Linked DNA regions of Hordeum vulgare: region 1 is linked to region 2. Evidence: chromatin contacts called from public Hi-C data. All regions are on one chromosome and are shown on one strand. The core of a region is the stretch at or near the end of the contact, and the rest is flanking DNA. Distances in the headings are between cores, read along the strand shown.

Evidence for each region. A called contact is a pair of places that touch in the nucleus more often than the background predicts.
Region 1: a Hi-C map of leaf shows a contact between it and region 2, with 4 times the contacts expected there. The contact joins the promoter of LOC123442594 here to the promoter of LOC123442546 in region 2. A contact is called at or near these places in 2 of 6 Hi-C or Micro-C datasets (leaf and seedling).

The regions. Positions count from the first base shown.
Region 1 is chr1H:427,275,491-427,280,760 of MorexV3_pseudomolecules_assembly, reverse strand. LOC123442594 (ubinuclein-1) reads right to left here and starts at 3,944. Exons shown (of 13, transcript XM_045118686.1): 1 at 3,347-3,944; 2 at 2,542-2,628; 3 at 2,345-2,437; 4 at 1,822-1,898; 5 at 863-1,478; 6 at 681-780; 7 at 371-483. The coding sequence starts at 3,655. It overlaps LOC123442611, which reads left to right and starts at 4,213. Exons shown (of 8, transcript XR_006630495.1): 1 at 4,213-4,424; 2 at 4,615-4,708; 3 at 4,847-5,034; 4 at 5,105-5,270.
Region 2 is chr1H:426,978,383-426,984,170 of MorexV3_pseudomolecules_assembly, reverse strand. LOC123442546 reads right to left here and starts at 3,621. Exons shown (of 4, transcript XM_045118620.1): 1 at 3,107-3,621; 2 at 600-1,200; 3 at 266-515. The coding sequence starts at 3,275.

The DNA of each region.
Region 1 (5,270 bases), core at 2,695-5,194, 300 kb before region 2:
TGTTAAAAGGAAGGCAGGCCAGGCTTTACGTGAAATAGTATGGGAGAGGAGAGGTATCGAGAAGACAGAACATATCAGCGAACCGGTATGCTGCCCCAAGGTCACTTGGCGGTGGCATATCGACTAATATTGCCCAACTTCGCCTCCTTGGATTTTTGGGAGCCAGGATCATACAGCTTCTTATTTTTGCACTGCGAGGCTGCTCTGCTCCATGAAGCCAGATTCTCGGAGCTGTGGCGTTCGGCCCTGCTCCATGTGCGGAGCCGAAGAAGCTGGGAGCCGGAGACGTTCCAAACAGGGCCTAAGTAGCAGCACAGGAGGGACTAACCAGAAGCATTTAACTCTGATGTAAAATATGGCCAGAACATACCGATAACCTTGCGACCTTGGCAAGTTTTTGTTTTATTTCTTGAGGCAGTCTTCTTTTGACCGCTCCTTGACAATTTGGATCAATGAACGGAACATCAAGAGTATGCGGTTTGTCTGTGAGGAGGAATGTTGAGTAGCAAACACTAAAGTTACTTCCAGAAGTGCTTCAAAGTAAGTACTCCCTCCGTCCCAAAATAACTGTCTTAACTTTGTACTAGCTCTAGTACAAAGTTGTACTAAGCTTGAGACACTTATTTTGGGACGGAGGGAGTATAACATTGAACATAAGAATTTGTATATCAGGTACGCACATTCACCGACAATATTTTCAAGGTCACGAATAGCTCGCTCGAGTCTGGTACCCTTGGCCTTAATACCTGAACCTTCTATGCGCCTGTTCGCAGCCAAGTGCTGAAAAGGTAGCACAGAATATCATAAAAACAACAAGTGCATAGAGATAACTGAATCACACACCAGTTCCGCTGTTTCATACCGTTGTTTGTGTCGAATATACGTTGTCGGCTGTGGTCAAGCCAGGAAACTGATTGGCACCAAATTTTTCTTTTCGGTGCATTTTCTTTGGCAAATCTGGCTTCGCCACATTAGAGGATTTTTTCAATTGGAGATCAAGTTGTACTGCAGTATCCTTCTCCAAGTATGCTGGATAAGGGTTTGTGGCATTAGTTGTAGACTTACGAGCAAAATCAACAGCCTGCGGCACTGAAGTTTTATGCTTGTTCAAGTCCTTTATTTCTGAAGAAGGTAATGAAACACCCTTACTTGGTAACTTCGGATGTGATGCATACTCGGCACCAGTTGCATTGTCACTGGCATTCACTTTCTGCATTCTTGCAGGGGAAATACTTTTATTCGCCAAAGGTTTGTTGCCTTCAGAGTGATATTCGCTGTAAGAACTTAAGTTGCTACTTGCTATATGCTTTCCTATTTCAAGAGCATTCCTTTTAGGGACTTTTACAGGCATGCTGCCTGGTGCAAGATCCTTGCTATTTTCGAGGTAAGAATTTGAAGAGTCTCTTCTTCTCCGTTTCTTTGGTCCAACATTTTGTACTGTGCCATCTGGTCCAACATTTTGTACTGAGCCATACTCACTGCAAAACAAAGCTGAAGTAATGTCATTATTTATCTCATATAACGGCACATATATAAAGCATGTACGCCGTAAGCTTGAGTTGCTATTTAGTACTCCCTCCGTCCCAAAAGGCTTGTCTTAGATTTGTCAGATACGGATGTATCTAGACTCATTTTAGTGTTAGATACATCAGTATCTAGATAAATCTAAGACGAGTTTTTTGGGACAGAGGTAGTTAGTATATCACCCACCCTAATACAGCTATGAAGAATTAGCACAAGTAAGACCCAGCACAATGCCTGTTATAAATAAAAATTGTGCAGCTCAATAGTGGCAAAACAACTAAGTATCACAAGAATTACCTTTGTTCCAGTTTCCCTTTGTTCACAAAAAATCCAGTGTGCTTGGTTTCCAAATTGTCAACTTCAAAGTACTCATCCTATAAATGCAAGTAATAGCCAATCCAACAGTTGCTATTAGCCTCACATTCTCAAAAAGTCTGACAATACAGCAACAAAAAATTGAACTTGCTGTCTAACATGGCAGCAGGAAACATGTCCGCACAGAAACTGCATCAGTATATTCTAACAAACTGGCATCAGTACAGTAGGATTTGACTGTTCTTGCAATAAGAAAGAAAGAAAGAATAGAAATGAACGCATCATTCTCAATATTGGTGAAAAAGGTCAGGTGAAGTGGTTGTCCCTAAGGTAAAGAAAGAATAGAAATTGGCACATCTTTCTCGATATTGGTGAAAAAGGTCAGGTGAATTGGTTGTCCCTAAGGTTCTATTATAGTCCTTATGTTTATAACCAATTCAGCATCATCCAGGTAAATTGCTAGCATCCAGGTAAGAAAGTAGTCTGAAGCAATGAAAGAACTAACCAATTCAGCGTCATCAATGAAAGAATCTTCAGTGTCATACTGATCATCATCAGGCACATCATCCAGATCTTCTTCGTCACTACTATGTTTTCCCTGTCAAAGTGCAGTACGAGAACACGGGGCAAAGACGTTATGCACATGGTGTATATTAAGTAAAAATTGCATGTCCTCTCTTGACATAACAACATGTCCCTTACCATGTAAAGGCGCTCAATTTTCTCAATAACTGCATTGAACCGATTTGACTGTGATGGATCATTTGGGTCGTTTTCTGTTGGATGTACCTGACTCAAAAACGATGAGATAGCCTCAATATCAAATACAACAATAATCCAACTGTTTTGCAACAACAAAAAACTAATTAATCTATCAATCACATGTGAAAATAAACACAAGATAGGCTGATTAATCCAGTGAACGGGTAAGTGCAGCAGCAGTCATTGTTAATGTTAAGGATCAATACATGAAATTTTTTCATATACTGGACTACTAGGAAGAAAAATTAATTAGGAAAACGGCTTGTCTCTTGTATATAGTGCATATCAAAAGTAAGCAATTTCATTTTACAGTAACCACTTCATCAGTTATCCTGAAGAGCTTTTTTGAATTATCTTGAGTTTTTTGCTGCACATCTGGTTGAAGGGTGCATATGTTTTGATGCTCCGGAGGAGAAGCGAAGCAGACATAATCCTACCTCCTTGCAAAGGCTTCCACGACAACACCTGATGTATGCCGTATCCTTATGATACGACTACATCTCATGACTTTTGCTGTTTGTACTAAATTTCTCTGTTGCAAACTCCTTCTACTCTCGCTCTACAAGTCTACATTTCTCCTCACCTGGATACAGCAGGTATCGTATCTAGCTAGTCTCCAACAGTTGCACGAATAAAATCCCAATTTCTACATCCCTCCCACTTGAAATCCCTCGGTTTGCAGGACTGATCAGCACCCTTAAGCGTATACAGCGAGGACACTTACAAGGGGGGCACGACAACCTACCGCAGCACCAGACGGCCCCGCGAGGGGGGCGACGACCGGCTGTACCGCCGCAGCCGCGGCGGGCAGGGAGGGCGGCGGGGCGGCTCCCAGGCCGGCCTCCTTGAGCAGCTTCTTCCACGACACAATGGTGGTCTCCCCGGGCCTGAGCTCCACGGAGAACAGCTGCCTCCCCGCCGGCGGGGCCACCACGGCAGGCGGCGGCGGCGGCACAGGAGAAGCAGCAGGAGCCCTCGCCGCAGCCTCGGCCGGCACCGCGGCGGGAGGGGGAAGCGCGGGGGCTGGCAGGGCGGCGGCCGCGGGGTCGTCCATGACGGCGGGAATTGCGCGATTAGGGCCCCGGATCAGCGGGCTAGCGCATCGGATCGAGGGGGCCTGGAGGGGTTATAGGGCCGCGGGAGGCGGGCGGCAGGTCGGCGACGGCGGGGTGGGAGGGGGAGGGATGCGCGGCGCGGCGCGGCGGAGCGGGGCGCGCGGGATGGTGCCGGTGCTTGTAAGGTGGGTGGGTGAGGAGGACGACGGGCGTGGCCGGGGCCGGGGAAAGGCTCGTCTCCTCTCCACAACGGCTGGACGGGACGGACGGTACGGCCGTGGATTTACTTTCCTTTTCTCTGCTGCGCTGCTACCCCTCTCTCTCTCTCTCTCTCTCTCTCCTCCTCTCCTCTCGCCGTCCGTCGCCGTCGACGTTTACCGTTTCCGCTCGCTCGCGGGCTGGACTATGATCACGATGGTCTGTCCGTTTGCGGGCCCTCCCCCGTCGGCCCATTAGCGTGCGCCCGCTCAATTGCCTTTCTGGGCCTTCTCTCGGCCTATTCGATCCGAGGCGCCGGCCCTCTCCTCCTCCTCCTCCTGAGCGGAGCATCTTCTTCCCTGCCTGTTCGCAGCCGCAGTTCGCTTTTGCTGTTCATTCACGATTCTCGCTTTCCCCCCAGGTTCCACGGCGAACGCTGCCGCCGAAGATGAGCCCTAAATCCACAACACCTCAGAAACTCCCTCGGCCGTAGCCCCCCCCTCCTTGCCGCCATTATCGAAAGGGAATCGGAAAGGCGGCCAACCCACCGGTCTCCTCTTCATCCCGCAGGTAAGCGTAAGCTTCGTCCCCCAAATCTTCCACGCCTAGGCCCACAGTGTTCGACCGGGGATTCGGCCGCTGGTCGGCTTCCCTGCGCTTCACCGGTTTCTTCTCTCCGTGCTGCATGCGCTCCGTTCTTGCCTGCAATACATGCCCTGCGGCTATTCTGCGATCTACAGAATGGGGTTTTGTTGCGCAGGGGTCAGCAATCTCTGCGGGTTTCCACTCGGATCTTTCATCCTAGGGTGATTTTAGCCGCATGCAGTTCCAGTGGCAGCTTGTTTAGTGCGGAGGTATGATTCTGGTGCGCTGCTTTGTAGGCGCGACACATCTGCACAAATTCGTTTCAGTGCTGTATATGCTCGATGCCAAGTGTTCGTCCAGTGTAAATGGTCAGAGTTCTGACCTCATCTTCTATCTTGCCATGGTAGGAATAGGAAGAGTGTCCAAGAATCGTAATGCGGCATCGTTTCACGAGGATACCCGGTGATGAATTGGGGTTCACTAAATTTGTTCACTGCCATTGGGATTTTTGTTAGAACGCAGCGTGCAGTTGCCATGATGTTTCGGTGTCGGTTGTGTGCATGAATCACCTGCTCATTCTACTCCGGATTTTATGGTTAGTTACTGATAGGATGACTGTTGATGCATACTACGTAGTGTAATATAAGGCTTCTTGAATTTTTCAGACAATAGGCGAGATGAAGAACCAGAAAATGGCGAATGGATCAGCACGCGGCAACAACAAGGTGTTCGACAGTTTGGCTCGCAAAGATGTTTCAGATATTGATCCGTCTTACAAGGTTTTCTTGGAAAATCTAATTGAAGATGGAAGTGCGTATCTATTCCATATGC
Region 2 (5,788 bases), core at 2,372-4,871:
TGCAATGAGCATAACAAACTGCTACCAGCCATATTAAGCCAAGTTCTGTAAAGGGCTAACAGCATGCAATATATCGGTTTACATCTGATTCGCAAAAAAAAGTTAGAAGATCTTATATTTGTGAACGGAGTGCATTTTAGAACCCAAAACAAAATTCGCTACCTTGCATAATTAGAACACATACTTAGAAAACTTAACCTGGATATTATCCTTAAATACTGAAACAATGATATGCAAGGTCAGCAGAGTCATATAACTGGCTTACCTGAGAAATCACATGGCCAAGATTGTCGTAGCAATGGGGATACATCATTGCTGGGGTAGGCCATTGTGGGTAAACAGTAGTTCCAGAAGACCCCATCGATAAATCAGGTTGACCAAAGTACACAGGAGGTTGGTTTCTCGGCATGCTAGGAGACTGCATATAACCGACACCATACTGCATAAACTGAGGCACAGCAAAATTGAAGGCGCCTGGGCTCACACCATAATCAGGCACGGGGGGCCTAACATACCTGCAGAAGAACACATTGATGGTTTGTAATCTCAACATTAAGACCCCATGGTGGCAGCAAAATTTAATAGGTGCACATGCTGACCTTTTGTAGTTACGATCGTAGTCAGGATCACTACGATCTTTTTCAGCGTCCTTAAAAACAGCAACCCTGGAACGGCTATTGAACGTGCAGCCCTTGTTCTCATCAACAGAAGGCTCAACATTCACCGGTTCATTTCTGGCAATGGACAGAGCTCCAAAATCACTTGGGCCTACGACATCTGCAGGAATGGAACCATTGAAAATGCGCGCTCGTGCCTTATTGTAATCATCTATCCTCTCTTCAACAGTTTTGGCCGCACCATTGTTGGTTCCAGCACCATATGCACCATTTTGGGAAGCTTTGGGCCTTTGACAAATGACAAACTTAAGCTTCTCTGCTGCCTCAATATCATTTCTTGCTTGTTTAACGGGAACTTCTGATAAAGCAATGGCTGGATATTTGCTTTCAGGTGTTTTTCTCGCAACTATCCTGCTATTAGAACCATCAACTAAGCTATCTGCTACTGTAGTCTCTAAACCATAATGTTGTGCAACACGATGAGCAGCACAGCGGAGGTAGGAAGTTGGAAAATGCTGGAATTCAAATTCATGCAGTTGATGATTCTGCATAAATTTCTGTATATCCATTTCCATCCGCAAAACTGTTGTAGAGGAGAACAAAAATGATTATACGGTAATAGGTAGACAATGACATAAATACATGTACAAAAAAGCCAGAATATCTGAACACATAAAAGTACAGTGCAGCTTAACTGGTAGAAATAAATACATAATAAAGTGGACAGAAATTGTAATGACCAGCAATAATCTTACAATCTACAAACTGACTCCATAAAACACAATCAGGCAACTTCAATACACTGGTTACAGCACCTATGTTAAGGTATTTCCCATGTGAGAATTCATGCAGCAAGTTGAACCATGTCGTTTTTGCAAATACCACTAGAGAATGTAAGAGAACTGAATGAATTGAAAAAAAAAACTTAAAACAAATCACATACTCAAATTCAGGTAGATTTCTATACTTGTGGACAGAGATATGATGCTATCGCAGTAACAGAGTTTTTTATTTGATTTTAATGTACTCCCTCCGGTCCTTTTTACTCCGCGTATTAGATTTGTGTCAAGTCTGACAAAATTTATATTAATAAATATCAACATCTACAATATGAAATGTATACACTATGAAACTAAATTTCATAATGAATCTAACATTATTGATTTGGCATTTTGAATGTTGATAATTTTTTCTATAAATTTGGTCAAAGTAGAGATACTTTGACTGCGGACAAAACTTATATGCAGTATAAAGCATTGACGGAGATGTAAACTTAGACACCACCCTAAGCTGTGCATGTGCAGAGCCATAAGTGAGGCACTCAGGAGAGGAGAGTACTCCATCCAGGACTGTAGATTTCTGCTAAAACTCAGAGGGCAAAGGTGCACACCAATCACAGCAAAGGACGAGTTTGGACAGGAAGTGGACATAGAAAACAAAAGGCAGGAAATGCTAGGCATAAAGAGAGCTAAATTGGCCCTAAATTGCATATACTGGATTTTGTTCTACTCTATCATCCACATAAATTGAAAAGGAAGGAAATGAGGCACATATAGTTGTAAAACAGCCGCAGATAAAGGATAGATCAGCTGCAGCCTGCAATTGAAAGAAGCTCATCCCCATGACCTCATTGAGATGTTGAGAATTGCAGATGAAGATCACTAATCACCAGCCCCCCTCCCTGAATCATTTTCCTAATTACAGCAGCGACTTGTGCAATAGTGGCTATCTCATCATTGTCTGTACACCTAACAGGATACAGCTGGTTTATCAAGACACAGGAATACTGGTCCAAACCATGAGTCTAGAGCTACCGAAATAGCAGCCACTTGTGGAGTTCAGAATATAATATCTAATGCAACTCTAATTGCTATTTGGGTAGAGAAAAGTGGAAATGCGGTATGTCAGGGATAAATAACAATTAGAATAGCAGGCACAGGGCGTTTCTAGAGAAGTTTAGAATCACATAAGCATGCATCTGCACATTATTATCAGCAATAGTCACATATACTTGACCAATATCAACCAGAGCAAACTACTAACTGCGTCAGTATTGTTCTCTAGCCCATGGAGAGTACAACATCAGCACAATCAACATTGTAGTATGTAGCAACAAGGAAGCGCAAGCCAGCACTCTTCTAGCCTATGAGATAGACATACTGGCGGAATTCGATTCGATTTAGCCCGAATTGCAGAGCATCAATTACATCATCTATCTCCGAGCTACCTCAAGCATGGGAAGAATCCAGCCCCCAATTCCACACCAGATGGCAGATGCTATGGCATACACCAGGAAACGAAGCCCTCCCTAGAAGCTAAACACGAATCGTCGAATCCAATCATAAATCACACCGCACATCGAAACGCACCCACCGCGAACGACACATCCTGTCATCACGAATTAAAGGCAGGACAGCGTAACCCTAGCTGCGCGAGGACGACAGAGATAGGGAATTGCCGAAAGAGATAAGGTTGCGATGCAGACGTACCCATGAGGCGGTGGCGGGGGTTGTCGAGCGCCTCCACGAGGAACGGGTCGACGTGGGAGGCTACCCTGTCGTCCACCTCCGTCGCCTCCCTCGGCCGTCCCTCGTCGGCGGGAGGCGAGGACGGCGTCGGCGGCGGGGCGGTGGCGGCGGCGGAGGAGGAGGAGCTCATCGTGCGCGGCGAGGGGAGGGGTGGTAGGGGTAGGCGGAGAGAGGGGAGCTGCGGCCGGGTACGGCGACTCGCCTGCCTCTCCCTTCCCCTCCCGCTTCCCGATCCCGAAGTGGCTGCGCTGCGGAGAAGGCGAAGCGGAGCCCGAGAGGAGGAGAGAAGCGGGTTCCCGACGCGACCACGGCTCCGGATTTTTCTAAACGCCGCGTGGGTCCCGTCTCATTCCGCGGCTGGATGCCTGGATGGGGTCGGATTGTGGTCGAGGAAGCTTGATTTCGACCGTTCGTGCAGGAGCTGCCACACGGTGCGCCGTCCAATCCTACAAACCAACGGACTCTCAAGATTCGTCAACTGTTAAAAAAAATGTACAGGGTAGCTTATTCGAATTTCAGGTCAGTCCATTTTGAAAATAAGTAAAAGTAGTCCCGAAGATGAAGAAGGAGGTTGTCGATGTCGGGGAAGAAAATCCTCACTATCTATCTTAGGATGACGAATGGGTGCAAGTTCGTTGAAGAAGCACCCCCACTTTCGGGCCCTTGGAATCGGGGGTGTCCAGGCCCGTCGGCCTGCGGCCCCAGCGCAACGCACTGCACATGCCCGATTCAGCCTGGCGGCGGGCCCAGCAAGCAAGATCAAGCGCCGGAGGATCATTGTCGAGGACCGCACGAGGCTGCTCGTTATAAGGGCGCGTCCCGAGGCCCTCGCGGAGCGGGCTCGTCAAGGGCGACCAGGCACGGTCTCGTGACCATGCATCTTCACGTGGGTGACGCAGGCTGTGCACGCAGCGCAGGAGCGGTGCTAGCGGGCACGGAGAGAGAGGCTTTCCACTTTCGTGCTAAGCTAGCGGGGCCAGCTGACGGACTCCCAAAGCAACCCCCAAAAGCTTCTCATTTGGTGCAAGAGGACCAAGGCTTTGGGCTCGGCAAGACGGAGGTCACCCCCGAGCGCACCAACGCATCATGGCGAAGAGCTTTAGCACGCGAAGACCATCTTTATCAGGGCAAGCTGCAGCTTGACCCCTTTCAAAATGGTCGTTGTGGCAACCCTTTTTGCCTAGTGTGTGTTTTGCGGGGGAAGAGGACCAAGGCGAGTATAGAAGAGAGGCACAGCCTCTGTAGAAAGGATCCATCATCTCCTTTAGGGCAACAACCCACCTTGTACACTCTCTCTCTCTCTCCCACAAGCAATCCACACAAGCAGGAGTAGGTTTTTACACCGCAAGGTGGCCTGAACCTAGGTAAATTGCGCGTGTATTCTTGTTCATCTGGCTTAGCTCGAGCCATCGGAGAGTCATCGTGAAGTTGAGAGGCAGAACAAAGCAAGAGAGCGAGCGCACCCTAGTGCTCGAACCTTTCTGGGTCTGCGGAGCCCCGATTCTGACATTTGGCACGCCAGGTAGGGGTGCGCAGCCGTACTCCAGCTTCAGTTTCATCTCCAGCTTCACCGACCCCATGGCCAACGCTTGCCGCGCGCGCCCCGAGCGCTCGGTGACGGACGGCCGTCATCGACCCACCAGCGTAGCGGCCACCACCATCGTCGTCTGCGCCGCCCAGGAGCAACAGGGCTCCCCGCGCCCCCCGGTGCAGCAAGGCGGCCGCCTCGCTGCGTCCCCCACAGCTTATTCCTTGGCCAGTGTCCATATAGGAGACTTGAACGCGTAGGACGTGTTGCTCATAGCGAGCAAACTGCTCCGCCACCGCCCGACGGACGGAGGCTACGACGCCTGGGCAGACCACATCGTCGAGCTTGTCACCATCGTGAGGAGGGCCCTGGCGCCCTACGTCCCCCGGCGCCAAAAGCGGGGGGCTCGACCAGCGAGCCGCCTCCGCCGCTGCACGGCGACTCGCTCAGCCCACAGCCCGAGGGGCCCGCGCGGGGTCCACCTCGCGTCGTACTCCTGCTCCTTTGGGTCCCGGTGACTGGCTTTGGGCCGCCGTCGAGCCCCTGCGGCGGCGTGCCCGAAAGACTCGGCGGACGTTTTCTGCTCACCACAACGAGTGCACTCACAACATGGAGGACCGCGGGGCAATCAGGTCTTCCCGCAGTGAGCGCGCCATCCAGCGCCAGAATTGCGTCGCCCGCGCCGCCGGGTGGGAAGGTGACTACGGCAGCGACTGAGGGGATGACCTCAGGAACCACCCTCACTAGGGCCGGCGCGACCAACCTTGCAGTGACAGCGGAAGCAGTCTGCCTCAAGAAGACGCTCGACGCGGGTGGCCACGTGCCACGCATCCTGCCACCACGGTCACGGGCCCCAGGGGGAAGGGTATCGCAGTAGACGCTAGTATCACGGGCCTCACGCCCCAAACCAGCGCCCTCCTCCCTTCGGCATAGGAGTCCGCGTCGGGCGCCCTCGTCAGGCCGGGCTCCCGCCTGGAGCCGCCTGGCTTGGTCGATGTGACAAAGGGGTGCCCGGGGACCTCGTGGAGGCGCGCCCTCGCGCGCGCCCCCACGAGCCGAGAATGTAGCGCCAAGCGCCAAGGGCACAGGGCTTCGCCGCTCAAGAGATCAGCAAG